Regions from separate parts of the Mus musculus genome. Here region 2 is linked to region 1. Evidence: chromatin contacts called from public Hi-C data. All regions are on one chromosome and are shown on one strand. The core of a region is the stretch at or near the end of the contact, and the rest is flanking DNA. Distances in the headings are between cores, read along the strand shown.

Region 1 (5,239 bases), core at 472-2,971:
GCACTCGCTCACACACTCTGAGATAATTGTTTCCTTGCATGCCCTACAGGGCTGAGTTAATCCATGAAAGCCACCCCCCTCTTCTTCCTCCTCGTCCTCTTTTCTCTTCCTCTTTCCCTCATTTTATTCCATTTCTTTTTGTGTAACTCTGTGTTCATGGTTTGTGCAGCTGTGTGAGCCCACATACAGGTACAGAAGGCAAAGAAGGATCTAGAAGTCCTGTTCTATAACCCTCTGCTGTACTCCCTTGAGATGGGTTCTGTCATTGGACCTGAAGCTTATCAGCTTGGCTAGGCTGTCTTTGTCTGCCTCACTTCCCCCAGTGCTGGGCTCGTAGAGCCATGCCCAAGTGTAACATGGATGCCCAGGATTCAAAAGTGGGTCCTTGTGCTTGCGAAGCAAGAATTCTTATCTACAGAACCGTATTCTCAGCCTGAAAATAGCAGTGCTTCTTTTAAGAAGCACATATACTGTAGAAGTTTGCATCATCACAATCGATACTACAGCATCTCTTCCATTTACCATGGCACACAAATCAAGGAGAATTCTCAATAAAAGCTGTGCTCCTGACTTGGGAAAAAAAAAAAAAAAAAAGAAGCACATTTACACTCAGGGGACTTTGCAGTCCATCACGAGTTGACATGGTGGCCAGAGTCTAAAGGCAGATGTGTGCAGCTCTACTTAGTATTGAAAGAGGTGAAGCACTTTCTCTCTCTCTCTCTCTCTCTCTCTCTCTCCCTCTCTCTCTCTCTCTCACCCTCTCTCTCTCTCTCTCTTGCTCTCTCGCTCTCTCGCTCTCTTTCTCTCTTGCTGTCTCTCTCTCTTATGTGCATTGATTTACCTGCATGTATGTCCGTGTGAGGGAGTTAGATCCCCTGGAACTGTAATTACGGTCAGTTGTGCGGTGGGAGCTGGGAATTTAGCCCCCGTCTTCTGGAAGAGCAGCTAGCGTGCTCTTAACCACCAAGCCAGCTCTCCAGGTCCAGGTAGAGTGTTCTTTAAGCACTTATTTTAGTTAACATTACAAAACCAGCACCGAGGGCAGACTCAGGAAAGCAGATGCTGAAATGAAAAGTTGATTTATTGACAGTGCTTCCCTGAGAAAAGAGGAAGTGGGGAAAGTGAGGGCTGGAATAGGAAAGAGCAAGAGAGTGCCGAGCAAGAACGGCTTTAGACAGAGTGCCTCAACCCTATCAGTTCTACCTCGACAGCTTCCCAGACCAGAAGAGTAGAAGGAGAGACGTGTTAGAAAAAAGGGAGACCAAAGCCAGGGAAGGATGGGGAAAAGGGATCCTTAGGGATCCATGAGAAACCTGGCTGAGCGCTCATAAAGTCAACGCATGTGCAGTGACTTGGCAGTTCCGAGCGCTACAACAGGCAGCAGCTCGGTCAACCCAGGGGTCCCAGGGAGACTCAGCTCCATGTTTCTGATCACTGGTGCAAACCCTGACTCACACTACCCAGCACTCTTGTGAAACCCATCAAGGTGAGACTCCAGAAGAACTTAAGATTCACTCATTATTCCACTGATCATTACACAGTCAACATTGCAAATTGTCAGCTGAAGGAAAAGGAAACTAGAACCCTGGAATCGGTTGCAACTCTGCCATCTCTCTTTGTGGCAGTAAACTCGGTGTTTTTCTTGTGCTAGCATCTTGGTGAGCCACAGATGGATCTGCCTGGGAGACCACAGATGCATCACGGAGGAAGGAAAAGATGCGACATACCGACTCAGTCCTCAGCTTCCTGCTCATTTGCTGCTGTCGCAAAGCTCCCTCATTCACCACTGTGCAGAGCACACTTGCCCTTTCTGTTTGTGTTGCCACGTTCCCCTCAGTACAGCCAATGCCAGGGTTGACGAAAAGAACCTAGGAGATGACTCGGCCAGTGAGGGACCCTACCCCCACAATAAGGTAGAGAGCAATTGAGGAAGATAGCCAACATCAACCTCTGATCTGCACGTACACACACACCATGAAAAACAATAATAGAGAAAGTTGGGGAGAAGTGGCTTCTGGCTTTTTTTGTGCTGTGCCTTTAAAACAAAGAGCTATCTGTATCCGAGGCAACAGCTATGCCAGCTATGCCATCAGACTGCATACATTGTATCCATATATTAAAGAGATGCCCTGCACCTCATAAAATGTATGGCTATTATGTATCAACAGAAAATATCTATTTATAAACTATTCCAATGCAAGGTCCTGTCTCTTAAAGCTGATGTCTCCTCTGCTCCTGAGGATGGCTCGTGAGTGGGAAGGCCTGAAAGACACAGATGAGAAGACAGATTGCCATCCAGAGAGGAGTGAGGGGAGGCCACAGTGCTGACCCAGGCTGATGTTCTGGTATGCTACAGACCTAGGTTCAAAGCCAAGCAGTGCTGTTCATCTGGTGTCACTTTGGCAAGTCATTTCTTTTCTGTCGGCCTCAGCTCCTTTATCTTGCTGTAAGATGAGGGTTCATAATGCCCACTTGTGTTATCAAAGCATAAGCATTTTATTATATTTATTTATTATATTTTATGGTGGAGTGCTTATCAGAGTGGCTGGCAAGAGCTCGGTAAGTAGGGACGAGCTGAGAAAAACATCCACTTCATGGTGTGTGTGGCTTGCACAGGACAAAATGCTGTTGCCCCCTCATCGTCTGTAGTTACAAGCAATCCTTTTACCACCACCACACATTGAGAGTCCCTCTTTCTGTGGTTTCCTGCGGAATAATTGGTCTGTGTTCCTATTGTGTTTGAGATCCACCCATGTTGTTCCATGATAATAGCTTTATTCCAAACAGCCGCTATTGCCCACACTCCAAATGTCTGTCAGCAGGTAGGTAGTAAAAACTTAACCAAAAAGAGAAGTCTGGTCTTCACCCTTGGCTACTCAGAGTTGATCCCTAGGCTGTTGAAATGTAGCTTGGCAGCTTTGGCCAGCAAGCATCCCAACTACAGTTATTGTTATTTTTTAAGAAATAAAACAGGGTCTCATGTAGACCGGGCTGGCTGTAAACTCCCTATATATTTGAGAATGACCTTGAACTTCGAAGCTTTCTGTTTCTACCTGCCAAATGTTTAGATTATAGTTATAATTCCCCATGCATGTATTATTTTAGGATCAAAGCCAGGGATGTGCCAATGCTAGACAAGTACTCTGCCCAGCCCGGACTATGATTTATGATGGGCCGTCTGGGAGGAGCTTGTGAGTCACATCGACAGTCACATGGACACTACAACATCGAATATGAGACTCAGGTAGACTTCTTTGTTTGTTTGTTTGTTTGTTTTTGTTTTTGTTTTTGCTTTTTCAAGACTAGGTTTCTCTGCATAGCTCTGGCTGTCCTGGAACTCACTCTGTAGACCAGGCTGGCCTCAAACTCAGAAATCCGCGTGCCTCTGCCTCCCGAGTGCTGGGATTAAAGGCGTGTGCCACCACACCCGGCTCGGGTAGACTTCTTGAGCCCCAGTATCTCATGCACATGAGGAACACAGGCGACGTGAGAAACTCAATCTGTAAGCTGACTTAACATCTGGAGCCCACTTGTCCCCGGGTTGGACTCTGGTTCATAGAAATACCACAAAAAATTCCAGGAAGAAACTGCCCTGGGCCCAACCCAATCAGTGAATAGAAGGAAAGTAACACCCCCCCCCCCCAAATCACAGAGGTTATAGATAAATGGATCAAGTTGGCTGAAGTCATCCCTGACCAATCCCTACATGCCAAGATACCCCTTGCCATAAGGCAACTGCTAGGCTAGAGACTTCTATTTCCTGCTCAAACTATAATTAAGACTCAGGGCTCTCGGCACGAATCTGCTGTGTCTGAGGAACCTGAGGGTCCAAGCTTAAGCTTGAGTAAAGGCTCTTTGCTTTTGCATACAGATTCAGACTCCTGGTGGTCTTTGGGGACCCTGATATCTGAGCACAAGACATAGTGCTATACATTGATGCTGGGAGAGCAACAGGTCTCTGAAGGCAATGTGTCTCTGAGAACAAGGGAGAATTTTGCTCTCTGCAGTAAAAGCTTTGGCCAGTTCTGATTCTTATCCATTCATAGTGTGCCTTCAGTTGTTGAGTATGGGGATCGCCTGAATCCTACAAGCCTGAAAGCGATTGCGGAGACCCTTCACTCTGTCTACAGCTAGCTGATAACAAACGAAGATATCCTGGATCTGCTTCAGTTTGCCCTCGGCATCTGGATTGAGAGCAGGCTTGTGGGGTCTTCTCCTCTAGACTTTGTTCTCTTGTTAGATTCCTTGCAAAGGAATGGGCAAATGTTGGTGTATACAGAAGAGGTTAGCCGAGAGATTTAAAGTGAAATGAGGCACTGACATGCGTGGGTACCTCAGAAGCACTGAGCTGCAGGACAGTGGTTCTCCAGGCTCTGATTCAGCAACACACGACGCAGTGACTTGTGGACTTACTGTGTGGAATTTCCATGCCTGTAAATGAAGATAGCATCAGAATTAGAACTTAGTGCCCTGGGGGCGGGGGGATAGAAGTGTAGGAAGGGAAGATGTTTCCAGACATAAAGTACCTTGGAAAGACAAACATGATAGGTCCTTTAGCACTGAGGGGCTGGAAGATGTAGCCAGAACACTGGCTGGCCAGCTGATGGGAGCCTGCAGAAATCTGGTTTCATTCCATAAGTTACGTGAAGCTCCTGGAGTTTCAGGAGCCAGAAGAGTTTGCTCTGTGATGAGCACAGGGGTTGATGGAGTTGTTTTATATCACTGAAACAAACTAAAAGCCAGGCGTGGTGGTGCACGCCTTTAATCCCAGCACTCGGGAGGCAGAGGCAGGCAGATTTCTGAGTTCGAGGCCAGCCTGGTCTACAGAGTGAGTTACAGGACAGTCAGGGTTACACAGAGAAACCCTGTCTCGAAAAACCAAAAAAAAAAAAAAAAAAAAGAAGAAGAAGAAGAAGAAGAAGAAGAAGAAAGAAAGAAAGAAAGAAAGGAAGAAAGAAAGAAAGGGAGGGAGGGAGGAAGGAAGGAAGAAAGGAAGAAAGAAACTAAAGAAATAGGAGGCAAAAAAAAAAAAATCTAGTGTAAATCCCCAAAAAGGGTTAGGGGAAAGGTAGTGAGTCCTGAATATGGCAGTCAGCAATCAGTAGAAATTTCAATATCTAATAAAGTATTGTAATTTTTGATGGTAACTCTATCCAAAGATAGATTTTTGTATCAAGTACATATAGCCAAACAGGTATATCTCAGTAGGACAAAACTTCCCTAAAATAGTGATGCTGAC
Region 2 (5,062 bases), core at 1,399-3,898, 290 kb before region 1:
GGGACCTAATGCAATCACTTCTCTGGTGAGTCTCCTCTTTCTACATCTCTCTCCTTCAAATCTCTACGCCTTCCTCATTCTTGATGCCCTCTTCCATCTTTGGACATTTTACTTTCATCTCACTTAATTCTAGATTTTCATGATATTTTCATTTCAGTATGCAAATTGAGACCAATCTTCATGCAGAAGAAATTTCTCTGGCCCTGTTTGGGTTAAGTGTTAACATCTGGTCTAGTTTATGATGAGAAGGAGGATGGGCCCTTTTACTCAGGGCACATCTGGTAGGGTTTGTGAAGCAGATTATCTTAGACAAGGGCACGATCTGGACACACTCCCTAAGGTACAGATAGAAAACTGCTCTCTGGATGTTAAAATGAAAAGGTTTGGAAATATATATGGGTATTTCTTGTAATCAAAGCAAACAGGACACCTTGGATGGTGTTGCACACGTGGAAATTTAACACTCAGGAGGCAGAGGCAAGAGAATCGGTAGTTGAAGGGCATCCTGAACTCCATAGCCAGGGTGAGACCAGCCTGGGACACGTGATACAGGAAGGAAAGTGAAGGAATCAGAGGGAATCAAAGGAAACTTTGATCCTCGGCAGAGGCGTTTGCTCATAGCTTTCTCTTTTAGGACATTGCCATGCATGGGGCTCAGTTTGAACGGCCATCTTCTCTCTATGTGCCCCTATGCCATACTCAAAGTTCCTGAGATGAGGAGCTGTATATATTTGATCCAGGGTGCAGTGGGTGGGTCATGAGTTCAAGGATAGACTGCGTTATATAGTGAAATCTTGTTTTAAAAGGAACAAGAAGGAAGGGGCTGGGGGAGCTTGCTATGCCAAGAGTATATTTGAAACTACTAGTGAATAGAAAATAGTAGCAGAACCAACAGCCCTCGCTGCTGTCCCTGGAGCCTCCCCTTCCCTGGTTCCTCACTTGCTTGGCATCTCTCTTGGTTGAGGCAACCTCAGAGATTGGGGCCTTGGGGGCGGGGTTAGTAGCCACTCAGTGTGTTTCATTTGGGTGTGGTTGTTGGAGGGAAGACTGCATTCTACGCATGGCGTCTTACAGATTCTTATTTTCCTCAGCACCCTTCCTCTGATTCCTGTACTTCCCTTTCTATCTCACGTGTCCCAGGCTGGCCTCACCCTGGCTATGGAGTTGAGGACGCCCTGCAACCCCTGATGCTCTTGCCTCTTCCTCCTGAGTGTTACATTTCCACGCCTGCATCACCATGCCAGGTTTGTAGGATGCTGGATAGCAAGCCCAGGGCCTCATGCGAGTTGGTACATACCATGATCATTGAGCTAAAACGCCCAGTCTCAGGTTTTTCTTTTCTTTGTTAGCTAGGACAGTCACTCTGGGCAACCCCAGGATCCGCTGTTTTGTCTATTCTAATGGTGACTCCATTGACTCTGTTGTATGAAATTTGAAGCTAAAATATTTGGTATAAAGTTGTCTTAGTTAGGGTTCCATTGCTGTGAATAGACACTAGGACCAAGGCAAACATTTAATTGGGGCTGGCTTAGAGTTTCAGAGGTTCAGTCCATTATCGTCATGGCAGGAAACATGGCAGCAGCCAGGCAGACATGGTGCTGGTAAAGGAGCTGAGGGTTCTGCATTTTGCCTTTCTTCCATCCTGGGCAGAGCTTGAGCACTAGGAGTCCTCAAAGCCCACCCCTACAGTGACACATGTCCTCCAACAAGGCCACACCTTTTCTAACAATGACATATCTTCTAATAGTATCAATCCCTGTGGGCCATGCATTCAAACACGAATCTTTGGGGGGGCCAAATCTACAAACCACTACGAAAGTACAGCAACATCTGGTCTTGTCTATGTTTTTTTCTTGCCTTTGAGGTCTTGGACTTTAATTGACTGTACTTCTATGCAGTTGCCTGAACAAGACAGGCTCTTACTTTCTGGTATACTGCTATGCATGTCCTTGCCTACTTTAACTCTTATTTGTTCTTTAATTCAGTCTCAACTGAAATTGTTATTTATAGTCCGTCTTCTTGCTCAACTCTACACACCATACCATTCCCACAGCACTGCTGTGTTACAACAAATTGTGCTTCTTGTAGGGTTACAGCCTGTGCTCCAACACACCAGGTTCAGCCACCTATCCTCAGTAAGCCAATTAAAGGACCCAAATTAATAGTAAAAAGCAGAAAAAGAGAATTATTCAAAATTGCTACATTGTGAAGGATAAGGAGATACAAGAGTCCCCAGCCTTGACTTCAATGCCTCTTAGTTATCCTTAGAGTCCTGACATGAAAGTAGGTTTTAACAAAAAACAAGAGCTAAAGATAACTAGACAGTGTGTCAAGGTGTGGTTCTCCGTCTACCATTTTCTTGTTTCATGAGTGATGGAGAAAAGAAACAGTCTGAATGAATTAAATAAAACATAGTCCTTCGCGGTGTCTGATTAGCTACTGCTTTTGTTTAGCTCAACTTTCAACCAGAATGTGGGCTCAGAGGTCGGTCTCAGAGTCATCTAGTGGACACCTGGCCCAGCATTTGTAGACTGGCTAAGTGACAGCTAAGACGGAGACAGGAGATGCATGTGCCTCTGCACCCCAGCCCAGCTGCAGCGGCTTTGAGTAGCAGGAGGCCTGGGCCCATAGCCGGAGGCGGGACTTCCGGTCCCGCTGGCGACCGCGGCCCGCGCCAGGCGGAAGCGCGGCTCCGGGCCAGGATCCGCGAGCTCCGGCTGGAGCAGAGTTCGGAGCCTCAGTGTCCCGGACGCCCGTGGTCGGTGTGGATGCTTCTCGGCGCTGCGTCCCCGCGGTCCGGGGAGGCCGAGGAGGCACGCGGGAGTCGGCGCGGCGGGAGAGCAGGGATCTCGGGGTGAGGACGGCTGGCGGCGGAGGGTGGCTGCGAGGGGCTGAGGAGGCCGAGGTGACATCTTCCATGGGGGTGTGTCCGCGTCCCCAGGCTCGTAGGGAAGGTGGCCCGAGATGGCCTTGGGGGGCTTGCAGGGAGACGCTCCAGAGGCAGCTCTTTTCACCCTCGGGGTTAAAGATGAGAAGGACGTCTTGACCTAACTCATCTGCGAGATGAGCAGCCAAGGCTTGCATGCTCAGCATTGCTTTCTTTGCAATACATTGCTTTCTTTCTCTTAAGACTTCTCCCCTCTTCCAGTGGTCTTCGGAGGGGAATACCCAACATTCGTAGGGAAAACCTGAACTCTTACTCACTTAGCTCCCGTTCAGGCTTTGTCAGACTAATAGGACTTTAGGTCTTTGATTCAGACAAGCAAGCCCACTGAAGTTTTCATTTTAGACTCTTCTCTACCTTGCGGAGTTCAGGTTGTCCCACTTCCTTTGTCGTGGAGTGAGCTTGTAAGTATCTGGACAAAGCTTGCACCTTCATGTTTGCACTTTATGACTTACTGTTTGCTTCTCAATGGGGTGACACATTTTTAGATGTTAAATAGATTGGATTCTTGCCACACACTGAGCATAACTAGGCAAAGCCAGAGTACTGTCACTGATGGAGGCTGGTGTATACTGATTGCTTCAAGTGTTTCCCTTCCCAAGAGTTACAATCTTAATTTTATCCCCCGGTATTTGCCAGTACTGGTAACTTACATCTTACTTGGTGGTCTGACCTGAACTACTTGAAGAAACAAATACAAACATACAAACAAACCAGAAAGCACTGTGCATTTATCCATAACCCGGTATCTCACTGACTTACTTGAGATTTGTGCTGCAGTGAGACAAGTTATTATAAGAACGGTTTGTTGGGTGGCACAGCTGATGTAATGCAGGATGCACCTAACATAGTGCTTTAACATATTAATGAAGACATTGAAGGCAGTCTTCTGAAGTCATGGGGCTAACTGTTGGGTTGATTTCTTTTTGCATCTCTTCATTTCTTTTTTAAGTTGTTTGTTTTTATGTGTATGGGTGTTATTGCCTGCATGTATGTCTGGGCACCACATGTGGGCCTGTTGTTCTCAGAAACCAGAAGAGGGCATCACAGTGCCTGTCTCTAGAGTTGTGGGCTGCCTGCCATGTGGGTGCTAGGAAGCAAACTGAGGTCCTCTGGAAGAGCAGCCAGTGTTCATAACGGCTGAACCATCTCTCCAGGCCCTTTAATTTCGTTTTTTGAGGTAGACTTGTTGCTTATCTGATAAGGCTTGATTTTATCTAATCTTGATTTAAAACCTGTGAGCCCCCCCAGCCACTATTCCCTTCACTTTTATAAGAGAAAAAGCTCTTGAGAATACGTGAGCCTTTATAGTTCATGGGTGGTGGAAGTGTTCATCTGGAAAGGGAAGAATTGCTTGCCTTCTGAGGCAGGTTTCCAGCCGTAGAGCTGAGAGTCCTGTCCGAAGTCTGATTGCCTTGGATTTGGGAGATCAGTGGAATGCTTATTTGTTGCTGGAAATTATTGAATAATTGCTTAGCTTTCCCCTTTAGATAAATTCTTTGCATTCTGTATAATTTAGCTGTGTTTCATAGTCAGCTATGTTCGTGAGGACTTTTGGTTAGCTGCGGAGAGTTGCTAGTTGTTTGTGTGTATGGGCTCACACCTTCCTTTTATTTCTGCGGCATGATGTATGTCTGTTGAGGAAGAACTGCCCAGATCATGATCATGCAAACAGCCTTCATATGCATGCATTCACATTTGAGTAGTTACCAATTAGCGATGTGTCAACCAGTTGAGTTTGTTGGTTCCATGTCTTTTGGCTATTAGTTTTATTATTATCTAGTACTTTGTCAGCTACCTGCTTATCCTAGCTAGAGAGCCATTCCTGGCCACTTGATCCAGCCCAGAGGACTAGATGCTCCGGGGGAACACAGCTTTTTGGCCTAGGAGATAGCACAGCACACAACATGGCTGACACAGACTCCATCCTTCTCTTACGCTCAGCTTTTGTCCCCCCCTCTCTCACTGAACTAGTCTCTTTTTTTCATAGTGACCACAATGACTCAGGCCTCAGTGACTCAAAGGGCATTCAGAGCCTCCACACAGACGGCAGAGTCCCGTTAAGAAGGGTGCAGTCCATCATGCCGAGGCCAAGAGGAGAAGAACTGGAGGCATCCT

The links. A called contact is a pair of places that touch in the nucleus more often than the background predicts.
Region 2: a Hi-C map of the HPC-7 cell line shows a contact between it and region 1, with 2.2 times the contacts expected there. The contact joins the promoter of Disp1 here to the enhancer-like site in region 1. A contact is called at or near these places in 2 of 484 Hi-C or Micro-C datasets (the HPC-7 cell line and muscle stem cells) and 3 of 115 datasets of contacts at active chromatin or transcription factors (bone marrow-derived macrophages, embryonic stem cells and stem cell-derived neural progenitor cells).

Annotation. Positions count from the first base shown.
Region 1 is chr1:182,924,588-182,929,826 of GRCm38.p6, reverse strand. No RefSeq gene overlaps it. Among named protein-coding and RNA genes, the nearest start is that of Tlr5, 28 kb to the left of the region's middle. Within about 2 kb of position 1,721, at least 67 of the 459 cell types and tissues checked have an H3K27ac peak or open chromatin away from gene starts, as enhancers often do. A contact at or near this core is called in the HPC-7 cell line and bone marrow-derived macrophages, where this site is marked.
Region 2 is chr1:183,219,115-183,224,176 of GRCm38.p6, reverse strand. It overlaps Disp1 (dispatched RND transporter family member 1), which reads left to right and starts at 2,648. Exons shown (of 10, transcript NM_026866.3): 1 at 2,648-2,854.